2 separate regions of the Hordeum vulgare genome follow, and region 1 is linked to region 2. Evidence: chromatin contacts called from public Hi-C data. All regions are on one chromosome and are shown on one strand. Each heading gives the region's core, a stretch centred on a gene start, on an enhancer-like site or on the middle of the called end of the contact. The rest is flanking DNA. Distances are from core to core; before and after follow the strand shown.

What was found. Hi-C and Micro-C count contacts between places; a contact is called where the count stands out from the background.
Region 1: a contact with region 2 is called in a Hi-C map of leaf, with 5 times the contacts expected there. The contact joins the promoter of LOC123411518 here to the enhancer-like site in region 2. A contact is called at or near these places in 3 of 6 Hi-C or Micro-C datasets (leaf and seedling).

Annotation. Positions count from the first base shown.
Region 1 is chr7H:533,857,481-533,863,764 of MorexV3_pseudomolecules_assembly, reverse strand. LOC123411518 (MLO-like protein 13) reads left to right here and starts at 3,637. Exons shown (of 14, transcript XM_045104482.1): 1 at 3,637-4,076; 2 at 4,407-4,464; 3 at 4,733-4,890; 4 at 5,158-5,274; 5 at 5,349-5,403. The coding sequence starts at 3,966.
Region 2 is chr7H:533,133,749-533,139,222 of MorexV3_pseudomolecules_assembly, reverse strand. No RefSeq gene overlaps it. Among protein-coding and RNA genes, the nearest start is that of LOC123410627, 190 kb to the right of the region's middle. Within about 2 kb of position 2,517, at least 1 of the 3 cell types and tissues checked has open chromatin away from gene starts, as enhancers often do. A contact at or near this core is called in leaf, where this site is marked.

The sequences.
Region 1 (6,284 bases), core at 2,388-4,887, 720 kb before region 2:
CGTTTTTCAAACATTGTACATAAATTTAAAACATATTCTGGATTTAGAAAAATGTTCTTCAAATTCGAAAGTATTCTTGCTTTTTAAGAAATGTTCTAAACTTTAAATATTTGCAGTTTTCCAAAAATATTTATAATTTAAAAATGTTTGGGATTTTCAAAAAATGCTCGGTATTTTTAGAAATGTTTGGTATTTTAAGAAAATATTTAGTATTTTAAGAAAATATTTGGTATTTTCAGAGAATGCTCGAAATATCAAAATCTGGTTCAACTTTTAAACTAAGTTCTTGTTCAAAAATTTCTTAAATTTCGGAAAATATTCCTGCTTCTAAAAAAGGTCCAAATTTAGAAAAGTGTCCTTTTTCAATATTGTTCCTAAATTCAAAAAATACTCTGAAATTTCAGAAAATGTTCAGAATTTTCAAAAAATGTTTATCAAATTGTACAAATGTTTTTGCTTCTTAAAAAGATGTTCTAAATTTTAAATAGTTGTGTTTTACAAAAACATTCATAACTTCATAAAAATGTTCGGGGTTTTCAAAAAATGTTCATTTATTTTACAAAATGCTTGTTACTTTTAGAAAATGTTTGATATTATCGTAAAATGTTCGAAATATGAACATTTCTTAAATTTTTAAAATAAGTTCGTGTTTAGATATTGTTCTTAAATTTCTAAAAATGTTCTTGTTTTATAAAATGTCCCAAATTTTAAAAAAAGTCATTTTCAAAAAAATTCTTAAATTCAGAAATTGTTTTAGATTTCTGAAAATTATTCTGGATTTTCAAAAAATGTTCTTCGAATTCGATTTTTTTCCTTAAATTCAAAAAGAAAAGTTAAGAAAAAACAAACCAAAAAACTAAAAAAAAGGAAATGAGCAGAAAGGGAAAAAGAAACAAAAAAAGTAAAAAGAGGACATTCTGAGATTTTTTTTTGAGACAAAAAAGCTGGGCCGGCCCATTCAGGCGCCCCGTTGTGCGTGCGGGCAACTCACTGCCGCAGATTGCGGCAGGTAGGAGCTCCTGCTCGATTTTGCACCCCACTTCGGCATGATCATGACTCTGCCATGGGGCCGCCGCTACGTGGCACCACCCCTCCCAATCCAGCGGATGCACTCAAACATTTTTTGTACTGCCACCAGAAGGAATGGGGACGTCCTATATGACTGAGCATTGTGTGCAAATGACCAATGAAGGCCGGGCTCTAGTGACCTCGTTTTAATAAAAAAACATATTTATATAGCGCAAAATAAATTGAAATAATTCATACATATACAAATACATGTTTAACACGTCTGAAAATGGTTTCAGAAAAGTTTAGTTTCACACGGGTTGTACATAAAAAAGACAAATATGTAAATGAAAATGTACTGAATTGTTTTTGTTGTTGGGCCTAGATTTTTCTTTTTGCCATAGCATGCAAATCATAATATTTTTGAGCGAAAATTTCCAGAACCATCATAAATATGTATAAGTTTCCACAAGATTCTTAGAAATATTATTTTCGAAGATTTTGAAAAAAAGGCTTCACGGAGCCCGGTCTTCAAAAAATCGCATAGGGGGCTTCCTGACGGCGAGTCCTATTTAGCGCCATAGGCGCCGGTTCAAATTCTCTAACCAGCGCCTGCAGCGCTTTAGCTGGGCTCGGCCCATCTTCTGTTGTAAGACAAAAATCTTCTGTTGTAAGACAACAAGAAATACCGCGTTGTTGGAATTCCCGACAACCTATCGGTCAATACTGTGATGCACTAACCAATCCACCGTCCCGCGTTAGCTGCTCTCGTAATGCTTCTTCCCCTTTTTCCTCTTTCCTCTCGCGTCTTTTTCTTTTTTCACTTTCCACTTTTTCTTTTTTCGTATCTAATTTTATTAGTCTTTGTTTTCAATTGCACGAACTTTTTGTAAAATTTGGTGAACTTTTTTTTAATTATGATGAACTAATTTTTTTATAAATTATGATGAACTTTTTTCAAAATAGATGAATTTTTACAAGTTTGATGAACTTTTTCTAATAAAATTCAATGATGTTTTTTAAAAATTGATGATTTTTTTTTCAAAATCTGTGAATTCTTTTCAATTTCGATGAACTTTATCTAAAAATGATGAACTTTTATCAAATTTGATGAACCTTTTTCAAAATCAGTGCATAAAATTCATAACCTGTTATTTTTTTTCAAGAATACTGAACTTTGATATAATTTTATGAACTCTTTTTCAAAATCGGTGAACGTTTTAAAAATTTGATGAACTTTAAAAAATTTATGAACAATTTTCAAATTCGATGACTGATTTTTTAAAATCAGTGAAACCTTTTGAATTCGGCTGACTTTATAAAATTTGTATGAAGTATTTGAAAATCTATGAACTTTTTTAAAATACCAATTTTCTTTAATAATTATTTAATTATTTACTTCTTTTTTGTTAAAGTCAACTGTTATTGGGCTGGCCCAGCAGCATGGGGCGCTGCAGGCGCCAGGAGCGGGAATGGGCGCCTGCAGCGCCGTATAGGAGCACCCCTTCCTGACCGGGCCAGTCCCGCGGCATGCAAACACTGCAAATTTTTTAAAAAAAACATGCGCGTGTGAGGAATCATACCAGGGACCTCCGGGTGGTGAAAGTTCATTGCTAGCCACTGTAGTTGATGAGCTTTGCTGCTCAAATCGGTGGGTATAAGAGCTATAAGCAACAACAGATTTAATTATTATATTTATATTTTCAAACTCGGTATCTTTTAAAACTTATTTTTTTTAAATGCAATTTTTTTTCAAATTTGGGAACAAAATATTTAAAACGTGGACCTTTTATGGGATCAAGCATTTCTTGAAAACACGAATATTTTTAAATCTGTGAACAAATTTTGAAAGACGGGAATGTTTTTTGAAAACTTCAAACAAATCAAGAACACAAACATTTTCTGAAAACACATACGTATTCTTCGAAACTTTGCACAAAATTTGAAAGTCAAACATTTTTTTTGCATCCGAGAACAATTTTTCACAGCAGAAACATTTTCGTAAACTCGGATGAAAATTTGAAAACACGAACATTTTTCACAAATTCCAAAATTTTAACATTCCGAATTTTTATAAAGCGTGAACAGTTTTTGGAGTTCTAAGTTTTTTGGAGAACAAACAATTTTCTGAGTAGGACGGAATTAGCGGGATCGTCCGTCGGTTGGCAGCTCCTCTCAGGGCTTGTTCGGTTAATCACATCGAGAAAGGGATTGAAGAGAATTGAAAAGGATTGAGGTGAAATTTAACTTGTAAGGCCTTGTTTGGTACTAGTGTTTTGGAGGAGATTGGTGGGGATAATCCCCATAGGGATTGGGTGAAACCCCAACCTTCACCCAATCCCTTCAAATCTCCATTTATCCCCGATACACTAGGTAGGGGTAGTGTATTGGGTATTGAGAAAAATGCACTATAATTTGGGGATTTGAGGGGAAATGTGAGGATGAAATATGTCAAATACACTAGAACCAAATGGTGTTATGGGATGTGTGGGGATTGAGGGGTTTGACCGGAATAATCACCATAAATTCCCTAAAATACACTGGTACCAAACAAAGCCTAAGGATTTAATCCCTCCCAACCCTCTTCAAATCCGTTTAATTTTGGAGAAACCGAACAAGGCCTCAGTGGACGAGAAGACCGGCGGCCGAAGCGAAGCATCCCCCATTTCCCTGTCCGTCCCCTTCCCCACGCGCGCACAGCTTGCTGTTGCTAGCCAGGAGGAGCAAGCACTAGCCACTAGCTAGAGCGCACGAGCGCGGGGATGGAATCCAGCCGGTGGCCGCGGTCGGCAAGGCAGCGCGGCGACAGGCCGATTCCTTCCTTGCCGCTCCCGCCGCCGCTCGCCTTGCCCCCACCCAACCCCCTTTAACCGCACGCCACCTTACCCGAACCCAGCCATGCTTGCCAAGCCGCCGCCGCCGCCGCCGCAGCAGAAGAAGAAGATCGAGGCGGAGGCATGGACGACGCGTCCCTCGAGCACACGCCCACCTGGGTCGTGGCCGCCGTCTGCTTCGTCATCGTCTCCGTTTCCCTCGCCGCCGAGCGCTTCCTCCACTACCTCGGCAAGGCACGCCTCCCCCCTCCGACCCTCCCTAGACATTTCCCCCCCTTATTAGCTCATTTTTTTTACTTGATTGCTCTGTTTATTTTGTACAGTACTATTTAGGACTTCTATAAGGGTGCTACCATCTTATATTATTTGATTGAAACCATAACAGTGATAAACTTCCATCTTGCACATTCCAAAAAGCATGCAATCCATTGTTAAGGTCTTGACACAGGATTTAATACTCAACAACAAATTTGTGTCCTTGACTTATTTTTGAAGTCAGTAGTCAACAATGCGAAGAGATGCCATGGATTTCCCCAACTTATGCTTTCTTATACAACCGTGCAGGCATTAAAACATAAGCAGCAGAAAACATTGTATTCAGCTCTACAGAGACTAAAAGAAGGTAACGTTCAGGAATATTGTTGTGTGAACTTGTCAATTGGCATATCAGCATGCCCTATGAGTCGGACCATTCAGCTTCATTCATTATTAGTAACTTTAAGCTAACTACATGCTTAAAGTTCTGGCAAATATTTTGCTCACTTACTATATGATATGTTTTGCTCACTTACTATATGATATTTTTTTTCAAACAATCTTACTATATGATATTGATTTCTTCTTCTTGTTGTTCTTCTGTGTCTTATCTAGTTCAATGGCTACCTATGCAGAGTTAATGCTTCTTGGATTCATTTCCTTCATCCTGAGTCTCTCACAGGGTTTTATTGTTCACATTTGCATTCCGGAAACCGCTACACATTTCATGCTTCCATGCAAGAGAGAGAATCACAAAGTTGTAGAAGAAGGTGCCATAGTTTGCAACAAAAAGGTTAGGAAGTACCATATTCGCAAAGATGTTGAGCCATCATTTTCCTGGAACTGAAACCTGATTGTATCTTCGAACTGGATGTCTTATTGTTGGCCACTTATTTTATGAGATACAGTCCTTCTATATTGGGTAGAAACGCCTTCTGTTATTTATCTGTCACAGGAAGCAATATAAAGTGACATTCCTTAAAAAGGAAGCAGTTGAAGCGTGTTATGCAGAAATGCATCCTAGAATGATCATTATAAAGATAGGCTTGCTCTGTTTCAGGGTGATGTCCCGTTTCTATCACTGGAGGCATTGCATCAGCTGCACATATTCATATTTGTACTTGGATTGGTCCATGTGGTTTTCTGCGCTACAACAATATTTCTTGGTGGAGCGAAGGTACATCTTCAAATATAAAATTTGGTATGACCATGTTTGTGGACGACAAACTTACTCCATTTAAAATTTTCTAGATAAGAAGATGGAAGCATTGGGAGACTGGAATTCACCGAGATATACAGCAGAAATGTGCGTTATTACCCTATCTTTTTTGTTTCCTTGATTGATTTAGTAAGTACTTGATGCGGGCTTCCTAAGTGACATTATATAATTTAGTTATATACAGGACATATAATGAAGAAATATGACATAGTAAAGAGAGAGTCGGTCATGATTCGTGACTGTTATCCATATGCACTGTTAATTTAGAAGTGCAATTATATTCTTTAGACCCGTGTTATTTTAGCACCACCCCCACCCCGACCCCAGCATTCTCGTGCTACTACGCAGTTATTCAAGCTGTTCGTACTGGTTCTTGCCTGTGATCTTTCTGAGCTTCAAGTAATGTTAAAATTAAATTAGCATTGGAAGGCTGATATTTGGTACTCCCTCCGTCCCAAAATAAGTGACTCAAAAGTGACTCTACTTTATACTAAAGTTAGTACAAAACTGAGTTATTTTGAGTCACATATTTTGGGACGGAGGGAGTACATTATTTGCATCAAATCAAACACTTTTTCAAGTTGTCTTGAATTATTGTTCTGCAGGTTCAGTTGTCTTGTACTAGAAAATTTTGAATGGGTGTGTGCAGCTACAGTCAGAAGTTGTCCTGTCCAGATACATAATTTATTGAAAATTTGTAAACCTCTTGCTCATGCAAGAGTTGATTGTCGAATGTCGGTACTTATTTTGTAACTTTGTTTTCACAAGATTAAAAAAAAATGCAGAAAATATTTGTAAACACTTGCCCTCTGTACCGGTCAGAGCAATACCAAATTTAGAGGCAAATTCCATAACTTATAATGTTGAATAGGAAGCATCAAAATTATTTAGGTCCTTAATATTATAACATATTGGGGCCATATGCCCATATACCTATACATAATTTATCCCTGAAAATAAATCTGTCG
Region 2 (5,474 bases), core at 1,268-3,767:
AGCCCCTCTGAAACCGGGACTAAATCCCTGTTTTCTACTAGTGAGATTTCCTGCATACTTACCACATATGCATGTATATATATTGGCCATTGATCCTTAGGAAATACAAGTTGCATATTTTTAACAAAACCAAGCATGCAATACATGGCATGCATTTTGATAACATTGTACACCCGAAAACGAGCGGATGAATAAAGATATGGCTCCAGCAAGGGAATGGTCCAACAATCTTCAGAAGAACTAAGGTAATATTATGCATAAACACAAAGTTAGGAGGTGGTGCATTTCAAATCTGATAGTTTAGCACCGACGAGACACAATAATATTGTATCAAATTGTCGCCTTGGCCCCCCTAGAACAATCACATTTATCTGGCTACACAGTAAAAGGCACCCATCATCTGAAAGTCGACGGGAATAAGCAGAAATTTTGGATAAAATGGACATGTGAACAGTACGGTGACTTGCCCCCTTCTTCACACGGTCCGATCAAAAATTTATGGACAGATCTGCGTGGACAGTGTCTGAGATACAGTGTTCGGCCGTCCACAGTATTTCGATACAGTGATCCGCACACAGTGCCACCTACAATACTTTCACTACAGGATTTGATCTGGTATGTCCATCCTTCATCTAACGGCTGGCTTCTTGTCAGTTATGACATGACTAGCCACGGGCGAGTCACTGGATCCCTGTCCAAGATAATACAATGTGAGAGCATCTACAGCCACATCCTAAAAAATTGCTCATGAGCATGGTCCCAGCAAAAGAGCAAAAAAGCATTGGAAAATGTCCAGCGGTAGAACATATATCCTCCCCTCCAGCACGCCACAGGCAATGTGCAGGATCTACATACATTGAACTCCCTTGACTATAGGCTTTAGTTTATCTTTCACTTGTCCATCCTCCTACCACTAATCAATTGCTCACGTAACATATTACTCTTTATGTGCTATGATTCTATGAATGGCCTAAGGCGGACAATGCGAGCTCATCAACGAAGTGGTTTATTTTATAATTGGCAACTTACAGAGATTCCCTTATCCCCGTCTACTTTTAACAATTAGTTAATCTTCTCGGTCCTCGGTCATAGTAGAGAAACCGATCACTCCTGTACTTTAAATCTTACTTTACCCGTTGCTGATGCTCTCTTGTGGGAATAAGATTTTGCAGAAAGGGTTTTGGACTTTTGATGACTATTATTATTAACTCAATGGACCAAGGTAGAGTCCAACAAAGCAAGATCAGTCTCAAGATGCTCTGGATCAAGCTGATGGTGACAATTATATATCAACCTTTGTGTGCTTAGTGGGAGAAGAGGAAAAGATGGAGACCATTAGCACTAACAACATCCTGGAAGGATGTGGTGCTCACCATCTATGGATATTATTAGAAGGCATCTTGCGATTAGGGTGCCTTGTATAATCATAAAATCGCAACCAAAAAGACATGGATGGTATCAAAGACAGGTTTTGGTCAACTAATAGATACCGAACTCTGCACCTAAAGTGTGGTTCTTTTTGCTAAATAAATGGGAAGCACCACGTAGTGTATTATAATGATCCCTACATTCAAATTGTTAAGTCAAGTGGAATAGAATGATCCGGTCTGGGTCACTTCATGGCTGAGGAAACTCGAAACAATCCGGACTACATATAGTATAATAGCACACATATTATGCTCAGGATAAGTTTCTCATGGAGGATACAGATGCCAGGAGGAGATTATGAGGTATTGCACAAAAATATCTGCACGGAGATACTTCGAGTTTGCAAGCTTTCATAATCATTATCACGAATTCACGATCAATGTAAAGGAGGTATCCACTTGGTCAGTAGAAGTCTACAATGTAGGATATAATTGGGTTAACACTTTCTATTAAGAAACATTAAAGATTAATATATTAAAAAAAGGTCATGAAAAGTGGTTTGAACTAACATATATATATGGATAAGGATGCAGAAGTGCTAGTTGCATTGCTAGTGCAAGATATCTCGTGAAAATGTGGTTTGAACTAACATATATATATGGATATCAACAAGCAAAATAATCAGTAGAGGGAAGTCCCTTTCGTCCTAAAATTTCCCTGATAGCTAAGCTCGAGCACTTCCTTTTGGATATAATTTCCCTGACTGAATCGAAGTACAGACCCGATAGTGCATTTTCAGAAAGTTTGGAAGAAGGCAAAACAATTCTAGTCGATCGTATAAATCATAATTTTCCTAGCCCTGTTAGAAAATATCTAGTTACTACAGAAAATAAGATCATGTCACCGGAATATATCTTTGCAGGGTTAAGACCGTAAGAGTGTGCATTAATATTCGTCTAACCCATCCACTAACCCACTAGCCAACTTTACGACATAGATACGGCTACTTTACAATCAAATAGACAGTCACAGGCAGTACTTAAGACAGGCACCTTTTCAAGCAAACGGTGTCACAGGCCTTCTGCAGTATTTGCTTGGTCCAAACTTTCGACATTTAGATCCCTAATAAGCCCAATAGCAAAGGGTTTTTCATGTGGACATGTCACAGCTGATCCTGAGGCTCATGTCCCAGCCACAATCGTTTTCTGAAAGGGACAGCGGGTGGGATGCCAGAAACTTTTGCCCAAAGTTCTAAAAAAAAAACAGTTGCCCGAAGGGAAGGGCGGGCGAGATGCATTCAAAGCGAGCTTGCTTTGACCCTAATAAGTTCATATGGTCCTCTTTGACTACGCAGACCCTGAACTAACAAAGTGGTAAAATCACAGATGCCTGAAACTGAAGCTACGAGCAACCACAGTCGCCTGATGCCCAAAGCACTATGCAAGGGGTGAGAAAGCATGAACTTGCCGCCTACGGGGTGTGGAGTAAATGGCCGCGTGCAAGGTGCAACTACCATGGAAGGTGGAACAACCTAGTTCAATTCTGCCTGGAGCTGGATGCCTCATGTGCATTGGTCCAAGATCGCTTTTGACTGCGGCCGGTCGAAACCAAACCGGTGCAAGAACAAAGACAGTAAAGGTGCCGCACGCCGGACCTGAATTATTTCCCTTTCTCTCGCTCGTCCCTCGCGGCCCAGGCTTGGAGTACAGCATGCCGTGTTGAGAATAGGGTCGCGCGCAAGGAGACAGAACGGCCTGCAAGGCAGGTGCTCTGTGCGCAGGATCATGCAGGCTGCCGTTTCATTTGGGACGGTCAGGTAACTGCTCGCCAAGTTCTGAATCTTTTCTGATGCAGGGACATTAATTCAGAGTGGGGTGTGGAATTTCTGCGAAAGATTGTTTCGGGGGTTTAAATGCCGGTGAATTCATCTGTAAATAGACGTGGAGAGGTCGAGAATTCGAAGTGAGATCCTCAAAGAGGAAAATCGAAGTCAGGAGTGAGGACTGAGGAAGGCACTGGTGATCGGATTGATCAGATAAGAATGGGAATAGTTCGATGATCGTGACACATACTAGGATTATTAACTGAGGGGCAAGTTCGGTCGTACCAAAGCCGTCGCCGTGGACCGCCTCACATGACGCCGCCGATGATGTACCGATCTCTGGTAGAGGCCCCCTGACTGGGCAAGCCCAGTTCTTTTTTTAACTTTTTTTTCTGTTTCTTTTTTCCCTTTTCTGCTTATTTTCTTTCTTTTTTTATTTTTTGTTCCTTTTTTTTCCTTTTTTCCCTTTTTTGCATTTTTTATGAAAATTAACAAATGTTGAATTTTCCATCATTTTTTAAAACATAAATATTTTCAAAATGGAGAACAAATAGGAAAACTCAAACAAATGTTTAAAGCACGAATATTTTTTGAATCTTGAGAATAAATTTTAAAACCCAGAATAATTTTGGAAAATTGTGAAAAAATTCGGAAGCACGAAAAATATTTAAAGCACAAACATTTTTTCCAATCTTGAGAACAGAAATTTTAAACTGAGAACAATTTTGATAAACACCGAACAAATTTAAAAGCGCGAACAATTTTTAAAAGTATGGATATTTTTTGAATCTTGAGAACAATTATAAAAAATCCTGAATGAATTTGGAAGCGCGATCAATTTTTTAAATCACGAACATTTTTTGAATCTTGAGAACAGAATTTTGAAAATCCCTGAATAGATTTGAAGGCGCGAATAATTTTTTAAAGCGCAATCATTTTTAAATCTTGAGAACAAATTTTGAAATCGATTTTTTTTTAAAATACTGAACAAATTTGTAAGCGCGAACAATTTTTAAATACGGACATTTTCTGAATCTTGAGAAAAGAAAATGAAACGGGGAACAATTTTGAAAAATGTTGCACAGATTTGTAAGCGCGGACAATTTTGAACATTTTTTTAAAATGACAACAAATTTGAAGGCGACAACAAATTTCTAAAGCTCGAACAGGTTTTAATCTTGAGAACAAATTTTGAAACCGAGAACAATTTTGCAAAATCCTGAACAAATTTGGAAACGAGAACAGTTTTTTAAAACACAAGTATTTTTTGAATCTTGACAACAAAATTTTGAAATGAAGAACAATTTCTAAAAAGCTGGAAAAAATTTGGAAGCACGAATAATTTTGAACATTTTTAAAGCAGAGAAAAAAATTGAAAGCGTGAACAAAATTTTAAAGCACCAACATTTTTTGAAACTTGAGAACAAATTTTGAAACAAAGAACAATTTTGAACAATCGTGAACAAATTTGGAAGCATGAACGTTTTTTGAATCTTGAGAAGAAACTTTTGAAATGGAGAACAATTTTGAAAAACCCGAATAAATATGAAAGCGCGAACAAATTTTAAAAGCACGAAGATTTTTTGAATCTTGAGAACAAATTTTGAAACCAAGAACAATTTTGAAAAAAAAATGAAAAATCCTAAACAAACTTGCGAGCGCAAACAATTTTTAAAGCACGGACATTTTTTGAATCTTGAAAACAAAATTTTGAATTGGAGAATCATTTTTTGAAAAATGCCGAAAACATTTGGAAGCGCGATTTTTTTAAAGAACAAACTTTTTTGAATCTTCAGAACAAATTTTAAAACCGAGAACAATTTTAAAAAATCCTGAAAAAATTTGGAAGCACGAACAATTTTTGAAAGCACATAAAAAATTTAGCTAGAGAAAATAATTGAAACGAAGAACTATTTTGAAAAACCATGAATAAATTTGAAATCGTAAACATTTTTTGAATCTTGAGAACAAATTTAGAAACCAACAACAATTTTGAAAAATGCTAAACAGAACTTGGAAGCGTGATTTTTTTTTAAAATCCCGATCTTTTTTAAATTATGAATGTGTTTGAAAAACAGCAACTATTTGAAATTTACAACCTTTTCTAAAAAAAAGAAAAACATTTCTTATATTTGAAGATATTTTTTGAAAATACAGAACATTTTTTTGAAGCAGAAACACAAAAGAAAAAAGAAACAGAAAAGAATAAAGGAAAAGAAAATGAAAAAAATGAAAAACCGGTTCAGGGAACCTTCTAGAAGTTTCTAAAAACAGAAAAAATGGC